2 separate regions of the Mus musculus genome follow, and region 1 is linked to region 2. The links are chromatin contacts, called in public HiChIP or PLAC-seq maps. All regions are on one chromosome and are shown on one strand. Each heading gives the region's core, a stretch centred on a gene start, on an enhancer-like site or on the middle of the called end of the contact. The rest is flanking DNA. Distances are from core to core; before and after follow the strand shown. Region 1 overlaps Fam53b (family with sequence similarity 53, member B). Region 2 overlaps Lhpp (phospholysine phosphohistidine inorganic pyrophosphate phosphatase).

Region 1 (3,979 bases), core at 68-2,567, 110 kb before region 2:
CAAGCTCTGCTGGTCTGGATTAGCCTCTCCAGGTCTATATATACCCAGACTCGAAGAAGCTGCTGCGATTTAGCCTAATTCCATAAGTGTGTGCTGAGCTCAACTTGTTCAAGGGATTGTGCTGAGGCATGTAAAGGGCAGAGACTCTTCCAGCTGATCCCAGAAGCCAGCTCCAGCCACAGCTCCTGGGAGCCACCATGTTGCAGAATAAAGTCTGCATTCAGCGTGGCTCTCAGAGCTCAGGGTCTTTCCAGCTCTCTGTCCTGCAGCATGGCTGCCAGAGTGCATACCATTCCCCATATCGTGTTCTGACTGCTTCATTACAACCGTTTTTAAAGGCCACACAGCCTTCAGCCATACAACTCTACTGTAGTTTATTTAGCCAGTCCCCTGTGAGTGGGCAGCCAGGGTGTTCCTGCCCTGGGCTCCGTGCAGGGGAGGCTTTAATACCCCCCTCCCCCCCACACACACACTGCCCTTCCCCCTGCTCTCAGCTTGTATATAGTGCTGCCACTTTTCAGAGCTGTGAGGGCAGGAGTGAGGCCACATTCCTTTCTTCTCCAGACCTTTGGCCATTTACTGACCACTCGGGTACACAGGTGCTTATAGTACTCCACCCCAAGTGCTGCCTCTGCCAGCTCCCCTTTGTAGGGGCTAAAGTGGGGTTGGAGCTGGTAAGAGTACGGATGCCCATTTTTCAGCTTTGTGCAGAGCTGTGGCTGGAAGGGCTGTCATGTTTCCATGGCAACAGATCTCCATAGTCTTGCTTTTACTGGCCTCCCAGTTTCAGCAGAGGGATGGACCCTGATACAGCCAGGCCCCTGCTGGTGGAATTTAAGTCAGCTGCAAAGGATGACTGGATGTCCACCCCTGGAAAGAGGGTTGGGACTCCTCCATGAAACTGGCGGTAGTAGCTGCTGTCAGTGATTTCTCAGATGAACCGGACACAGAGGAAAACGCTTGACCTCTGCTTCCCTAGGATACAATAACCTTAAGGGCAGCTAGAGTTATTTCTTATTTATCAAGAGGGAAGGAAACTGGGCCCCACAGAGAAATCAATATATTTCAAGAGGGAAGATTCCAACCCAAATATGCTGGTCTTAGGCTCCGAGTTTATGACCACCAAGGCTAGCAGTCACCTCCGAGAAGGAAATGCTGAGTTTACTTCTCAGGCCTTGTGCCAATGGCTGCCTGCCCTAGAGCTGAATTGAGGTTCACACCCAGAAGGTGATGGCTGCCATCAGGCCTCCCCTGCTGAGGCAGCACAAAGGGCCCTTTTGAAGGGCGAATCCAGGGGCACCCCTCCTGGCCTGTTCCTGATCCAAGCCTGCAGGGGGCCAGTGGGCACTTCTGGCCCTGCTGTTGAGCCAGAACTAGGCGGAATGGTTTGACATTCTTTCCTTAAACACATCACACTTGGTTGGGACACACAGTTTGTAGACTGATGTGGTACTGAAGCATGAAGCAGGTCTCCTAGCGCCACGGGGGACTCTTGACCACCACCCCCCCCCCCCCCGCCTCCTTTCCTGAACAGTCAAGCTTTATAAATGCATTGACTACCCTCCTCCCCACCCCTGATTTTGCACTTTGGATGAACCTTGTTTTCGAAGAAGTTAGAAGGTTGGTTTCCTGTGCTCACCAGCCGGCCTGTAATAGCAGAGTCAGGAGCACCACTGTAAAGTCCAGTGGAAGTAAACAGGAGAACATGGCTGACAAGCTGGATGGGAAGTGAATGCCAGGTGCCATCTACTTTCACACAGCAGCTTCTAAAACATTAGTGCTGAACAGTCCGTTTTTAATCACAGATTAGAAGCCGCTTTTCTTTTTCTTTATTGCTATGATTACCGTTATTTTTTAGATTTTGATGGTGATCTTCCAGTCCTTCTGTCCATGTGACTTTCCTTTGAAGGTCAAATCGCAGGCTGATAGGGATGGGGTATTAAGATCAGGGAAGTCACCTTGTAAGGAGTGGCTTTTCAGACCTGTGCAGTGTCTTCCTTTGCTTGGTGGGACGTCATGAACAAGGAGGCTGCCTGATGATCTTTGGCAAGTGATAGTGCCGAGGAGGTCTGGGCAGTCGCTCATAGGTCACTTGGTGTGGCCCACTCTGGGGAAAGGGACAAAACCACAACTGTTAAGGATGGGACACGTGTCTTTAAATAGACCTTCCTGATTTGTTTGTAGCAGTTTTCCTAAGAAGGTAGATGAGGTAAGCCAGTGGCCAGCTCTGCATCCCCTGCCCCCTTTGATATTGGATGTGGGGATGAGGAATATTGATCCTTTGCCAGTCTAAACTTGTCCTAATGTGAGCTCGGTGTGCCTGCAAAAGCCAGCCCAGCCAGTGATAAGATGCTGGATTGCCAGGAACCACATATTGCTAGCACCTCAGAACCTGTGGTCTTGAAGATGTCTCGTGGGTCCAAATTTGTTGCTGTCTCTGGCAGAGCATTGGCTATATTAGATGTCTAAGGCTAGCTGGGGTGTGTGTGTGTTTGTGTGTGTGTGTTTGTGTGTGTGTGTGAGAGAGAGAGAGAGAGAGAGAGAGAGAGAGATCTAAGAAAGTGATTCTTGCCCTTGGTGACCTCCCAGAGTGCACCTCCTTTAGTAAGGATATGGTTCCATCCCTGTGGAGTTCTCTGCATTACACCTGAGGCTTTCCTAGTGCTGAGCCCGTTGCTTGTCTTTTTGTCTTTCCAGGCCGTTGACTACTTTTGGCCATTCCCAGAGGCCAGTCTGAGCAACTGATGGGGAGCTGTTTCTAGTGACCTCACTCTCCGGAATGCCCAGGTATCACTGTTAATCAAGTCTTCCCCGCTGAAGATGGCCTGTGCCCAGCCTGGGATGCAGCCCAGTTCCTGAGGTCCTTACCATGGTGATGATCCTAAGGAGAAGCCTCATCAACCAGGGAGCTGACTCTGGAGCACACAGGACCTTCATCCCTGAACTGGTGAGGACCTCAAGCACTGCATTTCTTTCTCCTCCTTTGTGGCATTGGGGTGCAGGGAGGGCTTGTGGTGTGGCTGTGGATGGGCATCTGGGCCTAACAACTTGGAAGTGAGCAGAGCTCTGTGAGAGGGTCGAGGCTGGGACTGTGTGCAAAGGAGCAGAGTGTAGATTTGTACTCAGGGAGACAATAGCTGGATCCAGGTTAGAGCCGATTTGACGGGGTAGGAAGGTCACGCCAGAGGCGGCTCAGAGTAGCCCAGCACTCTGTTCACCTCCACCTCAAGAGAGAGGTGGCTGGCGTCCAGGATGAGGGTGCCAGAGGACGAGCCGAGATAAGGCTGTCTCAAAGGGCAGTGCCGCATGAGAGCCACCACCTGAGGGTCGAGAGTGGTAGATTAGAGAGAAAGGAAGCGCAATTTGGCAGTAAGGTGGCAAGTCCAGCTGCCCTCTGACTGCATGTCTCGTCACCTACCCTCCTCGAATCACCCATTTGTTTGCCCTCTACCAGGTGGTGATGGGCTTCACACTCAGCCCTTTGGTGGGCTTCCTTTCCTTGTCTCATGCTGGCCAATACCACATTGTGACGGCTGAAGCCCCTTCCCCAGGGAGTTTGGTGAAATACTTGGGACCTGCACGTGTTCTGTAGGCTTTCACAAGTGCGTGTCCCGTGGACTGGCATGGGCCAGCAGGGTTGAGGAACCAGTGTAACTTGGAGCTGAGTAACTTGCCCTGTTTGTGTAGAGTAGCTCCCAGTCTAGAGGTAGGATCTACCAAGCATGCATACAGTGGCCCTTTAAGGGCCATTAATGCCAATTCATAGCTGATACCCTGTTGAGATCCAGGTGTGCTGAGGAGGATGGCGGGTCTATAGGCATATCAGAACCTCACAGAACTGGGGTGCTGGGTGTGGCCTCTGAGGCTGAAAAGAAGTGGCTTAGCAACCACTGGGCCCAGTATGACTTTCCAAACATATAGTTGAGAGCTGAGACCTGCAGCAGGGCAGTGACTGCCTCAGCACCCACTTCTTCACCTC
Region 2 (3,573 bases), core at 99-2,598:
GCAAGGTCACTGTCCTGAGACAATGAATGGGATGCTTCTACCTGGATGTGCCAGCAAGTTCTCGCCCCACCCCTCCCTTCTTGCTTCCTTGTTACTGTTGGGGTTGCCATGTAGCCCACTGCCTCTTCAGCACTGGGATTAGAGGTGCCCATCATCAAACCTGGCAACCAGACCCCAAAGGACACAAGATCTGAGTGATAGCCTGGATATCTAGATACAGACTTTAAAATAGTGCTGGGAACTAAACCATAACCCTAAATAAAACCTGCAGCAGAGCCTGCAACGCCTTTAATCCCAGCACTTGGGAGGCAGAGGCAGGCAGATTTCTGAGTTCAAGGCCAGCCTGGTCTACAGAGTGAGTTCCAGGACAGCCAGGGATACACAGAGAAACCCAAATAAGTAAGTAGGTAAGTAAGTAAATAAATAAATAAATAAATAAATAAATAAATAAATAAATAAATCTTGCAGCAGAGACACACTGGTGGTTGTATTTGGGAGATTACAGCTTGTGCATAGATGCCTATATTCTTTTTACAAACATTTTCTTTCTTTCTTTCTTTCTTTCTTTCTTTCTTTCTTTCTTCCTTCCTTCCTTTCTTTCTTTCTTTCTCTCTTTAAAAAAAGGGGGGTCATGAATTTGAGAGATTGGGAGGTGAGAAGAGCAGGGGTGGAAGAAGGAAAGGGGAGGAAGAAAATGATGTAATTATATTTTAATTTAAAAAATACCTGAAACTTTTTTTTAATTTATTGGATGATACATATGTCATAGAACCCATGCCAAGGGTGTGTGTGGAGGTCAGAGGACAGATTTTAAAAACAAAAATGCTTCTCTCTTTCTACCATGAAGATCCCAGGAATTTATAATTCAGGTTGGCAGGCTTGGCAGCAAGCCCCTCTAGTAAATGAGCCATCTCACTGGCCCAAGGGTCTTCACTCTTTTATAGACTCCCACTGAAGGATGGCAAGGGAAGATGGCTCTCACTTCTGTAGGCAGATGTAGAACAAGTGGGCAGACAGGCAAAACCCTCCAGTGTAGCCAAAAGGTACTGTAAACCTGAAACTCCCCACCCACACGGTTTCTTGGCATGCTACAAGCCAAGAGAAGGAGAGCGAGGGTGGCAGGGAGGAAGTCTCTTCATAGCCTCAGATGGGTCTCACTGATGCTTATGGAGCACAGTACAGGGCACTAGAGACGTGTGGTGCAGGGCACAAGCCACACCACAGGGTGACGGCACTGCTGTGGAACCAGCACTGTCTTCTATGACAGCTGTGGCTTCACTCAAGTGCTCTCTGGTCTGGTGCCTGATGGGAGTGCAGGCTGGAACAGGGCGTGTCAGGGGAAGTCAGGGCAGAGCCCAGCAGCACAACAGTTGCACCAGTCACGAGTTCTCTCACAGCTTGGCAGGTCAGGCCTTCCAGCCCAGAGCAGCTGCCAAATGGCTTCCCAGGCCACATGAGATCGACCAGGTGGCTTCCTTTTTCAATATCCAACCTTTTCCTTAATAAACAATAATGTAACTCTACCAAACTTTGGAATTTAGAAACAGGAAGAAAACTCTCTCCGATTCCACAGCTGGGCATACCTCCCAGCCCAGAATCACTCCATACCCTGCCACCTCCCACTGGGGAAGCAGGGCGTGTGTCCAGCATTCACCCCTAGCAGATACTCCACAAATGCCTGCATGAAGGATGCTGACACCCATGTACAGACAGACAGACAGACAGACAGACAGACAGCTGGCTGACTCCAAGCCCCTACCTCTGCAACTCTGAAACTCCCTCCCCATGTAACATGTGTTCAAGGCCCATTGTTAGCATCTACGTTGGGTCACTGAAGCCATCTCCTTAGTATGCTACATGCAAGGGTTATTTTCTTTCTTGATACACTGTCAGTAAACTTCCCAAGGTATGTGTAGATTCACCCAGAGTTGTAAGAAATCTAAGTTACTCAATTCGCCCTAACAGCAGCATCTCGCTGTCAAAGCCAGCGTGCTGACCTCACTGGGGTGGAAGCACCTCCATGATCACCAGGATTCTTCACAGGGCGTCTTTGTTTATGTAGCTGGTTTTCTTTTCTGAGATTTATTTTTATTTATTTTATGTGTATGAGGACACAGCCGCTGTCTTCAGACAGGCCAGAAGAGGCCATCTGATCCCATTAGAGATGGTTGTGAGTCACCATGTAGTTGCTGGGAATTGAATTCAGGACCAAAGAGCAGTCAGTGCTCTTAACCACTGAGCCATCTCTCCAGCCTCTATGTAGTTGATTTTTTTTTTTTTTGAGTCATGTTTTTTATTTGTTCCTTTCTTGCATTTGACATTCTCTTTGATGACATCTTAGACTGAGAGTCGCTGCCACAGTGCTTTACCACGACACAACTGCAACCAACTGCTTTACAAGATGTCCCCTTTGGCTCCGATTCACAGAGGTCCATCTCTTTAGTTTCTTGTTATCAGCCTTAACTAGGTTGACCTGGTGCTCGGCACAAAGGGTCTCAGTAACGTGTACTCTAAGGTTCATCATGACTGGATGCAGGCATGCAAAGACGGGCTTCATGTTGGCCTAAGGGTCTGGAAGCTTCTCATATTTATGTGCTAGGTTGTCATGGATGAGACTGACACATGGTACCCACTGTGAAATCCAGAGCTGGCACTGCATATCCTAAACAGGTGCCCTTGAGGACAGTGCAGGGGACAACGATTGCTAGTGCTCTAAGAAGCAGCCTTTCAGGTTCATGGGCCACTGCAGAGCTGCTGAGAGCGTCCTCCAGGATCCAATCATAGGCTGCATGAAATAGTTCCAGCCTAGTACCCTTCTCTTAGGCCTCCTCCCTACTGGCCTCACTGCTGACTTGGTGGGTGGCCATTCTATCAATACCGCTTGGGTTATGGCCTGGCTGGAAGGGTGTGGGCCCTAGGGAAGCTAGCCAGGTCCCTGGATTGAAGCCTGGAACCCACAGTGAAGGGACTAGAGGACACGGTGCAGCTGGAGTCAGCGAGCACACATCCTAGCAGGTGCACCCAGATCCCACTTGGCTACCTTCAGCATCAGGTCAGTCTTTCCCAAGGGTCAGAGGGCAACAGAGGCCCAATACTGCCAAAGTCCAGGAGAGCTGGTGAGCATGCCAGAGTCCAGGCTCCACTTCAGATGGCTCCGTCCTGACTGAAAGACGCTGCCCTGTTGAAGGGCTCTCCACTGCTCCCTCATTTTTTCAAGCCCCCGTCTTCTCTCTGAAACCACGGCTAGCTGCCTTTCAGTGGTGAGGCCCAATCAGATGCCTGTGTGCAGAATCGCCGTGGAGAGCAGAGCTAGGATCAGATAGGAGGAAGGGACAGGCCTAGCCATTGAGCTGTCCAGACCCAGGAAGGTGGCCAAGTTTTTATTTATAATTTCTTTTGTTTCCTGAATCAAGGGCCTGCAAGTCCAAGCAGGAAAGTCGAGAAGGAACTGAGTGACTTCATGTTCTCGCCAAACATCCTCCCGAAGAGCGCCAGGCAGAGCGCTGGTCAGCAGACGACATGGCTGTCTGCTGCTGTAATGTCCCTACTCAGGCTGATCCGTCTCTCCTTAGC

What was found. HiChIP or PLAC-seq counts read pairs in DNA pulled down with a chosen protein or histone mark.
Region 1: an H3K27ac HiChIP or PLAC-seq map of heart atrium shows a contact between it and region 2, with 6 read pairs. The contact joins two enhancer-like sites. A contact is called at or near these places in 9 of 39 promoter capture datasets (3T3-L1-derived adipocytes, cranial neural crest, embryonic stem cells and 6 more), 12 of 484 Hi-C or Micro-C datasets (bone marrow-derived macrophages, cerebellar granule neurons, embryonic cerebral cortex and 6 more), 7 of 115 datasets of contacts at active chromatin or transcription factors (the 230-238 cell line, embryonic stem cells, fibro-adipogenic progenitors and 3 more) and 4 of 9 other capture datasets (adipose tissue, embryonic stem cells, liver and 1 more).

What each region holds. Positions count from the first base shown.
Region 1 is chr7:132,778,104-132,782,082 of GRCm38.p6, reverse strand. It overlaps Fam53b (family with sequence similarity 53, member B), which reads left to right. Exons shown (of 5, transcript NM_001381858.1): 2 at 2,698-2,947. The coding sequence starts at 2,870. Among named protein-coding and RNA genes, the nearest start is that of Fam53b, 34 kb to the left of the region's middle. Within about 2 kb of position 1,317, at least 93 of the 459 cell types and tissues checked have an H3K27ac peak or open chromatin away from gene starts, as enhancers often do. A contact at or near this core is called in cerebellar granule neurons, heart atrium, liver and 1 more, where this site is marked.
Region 2 is chr7:132,670,401-132,673,973 of GRCm38.p6, reverse strand. All of the region lies in intron 6 of Lhpp (phospholysine phosphohistidine inorganic pyrophosphate phosphatase), which reads right to left. Among named protein-coding and RNA genes, the nearest start is that of Lhpp, 62 kb to the right of the region's middle. Within about 2 kb of position 1,348, at least 135 of the 459 cell types and tissues checked have an H3K27ac peak or open chromatin away from gene starts, as enhancers often do. A contact at or near this core is called in cerebellar granule neurons, heart atrium, liver and 1 more, where this site is marked.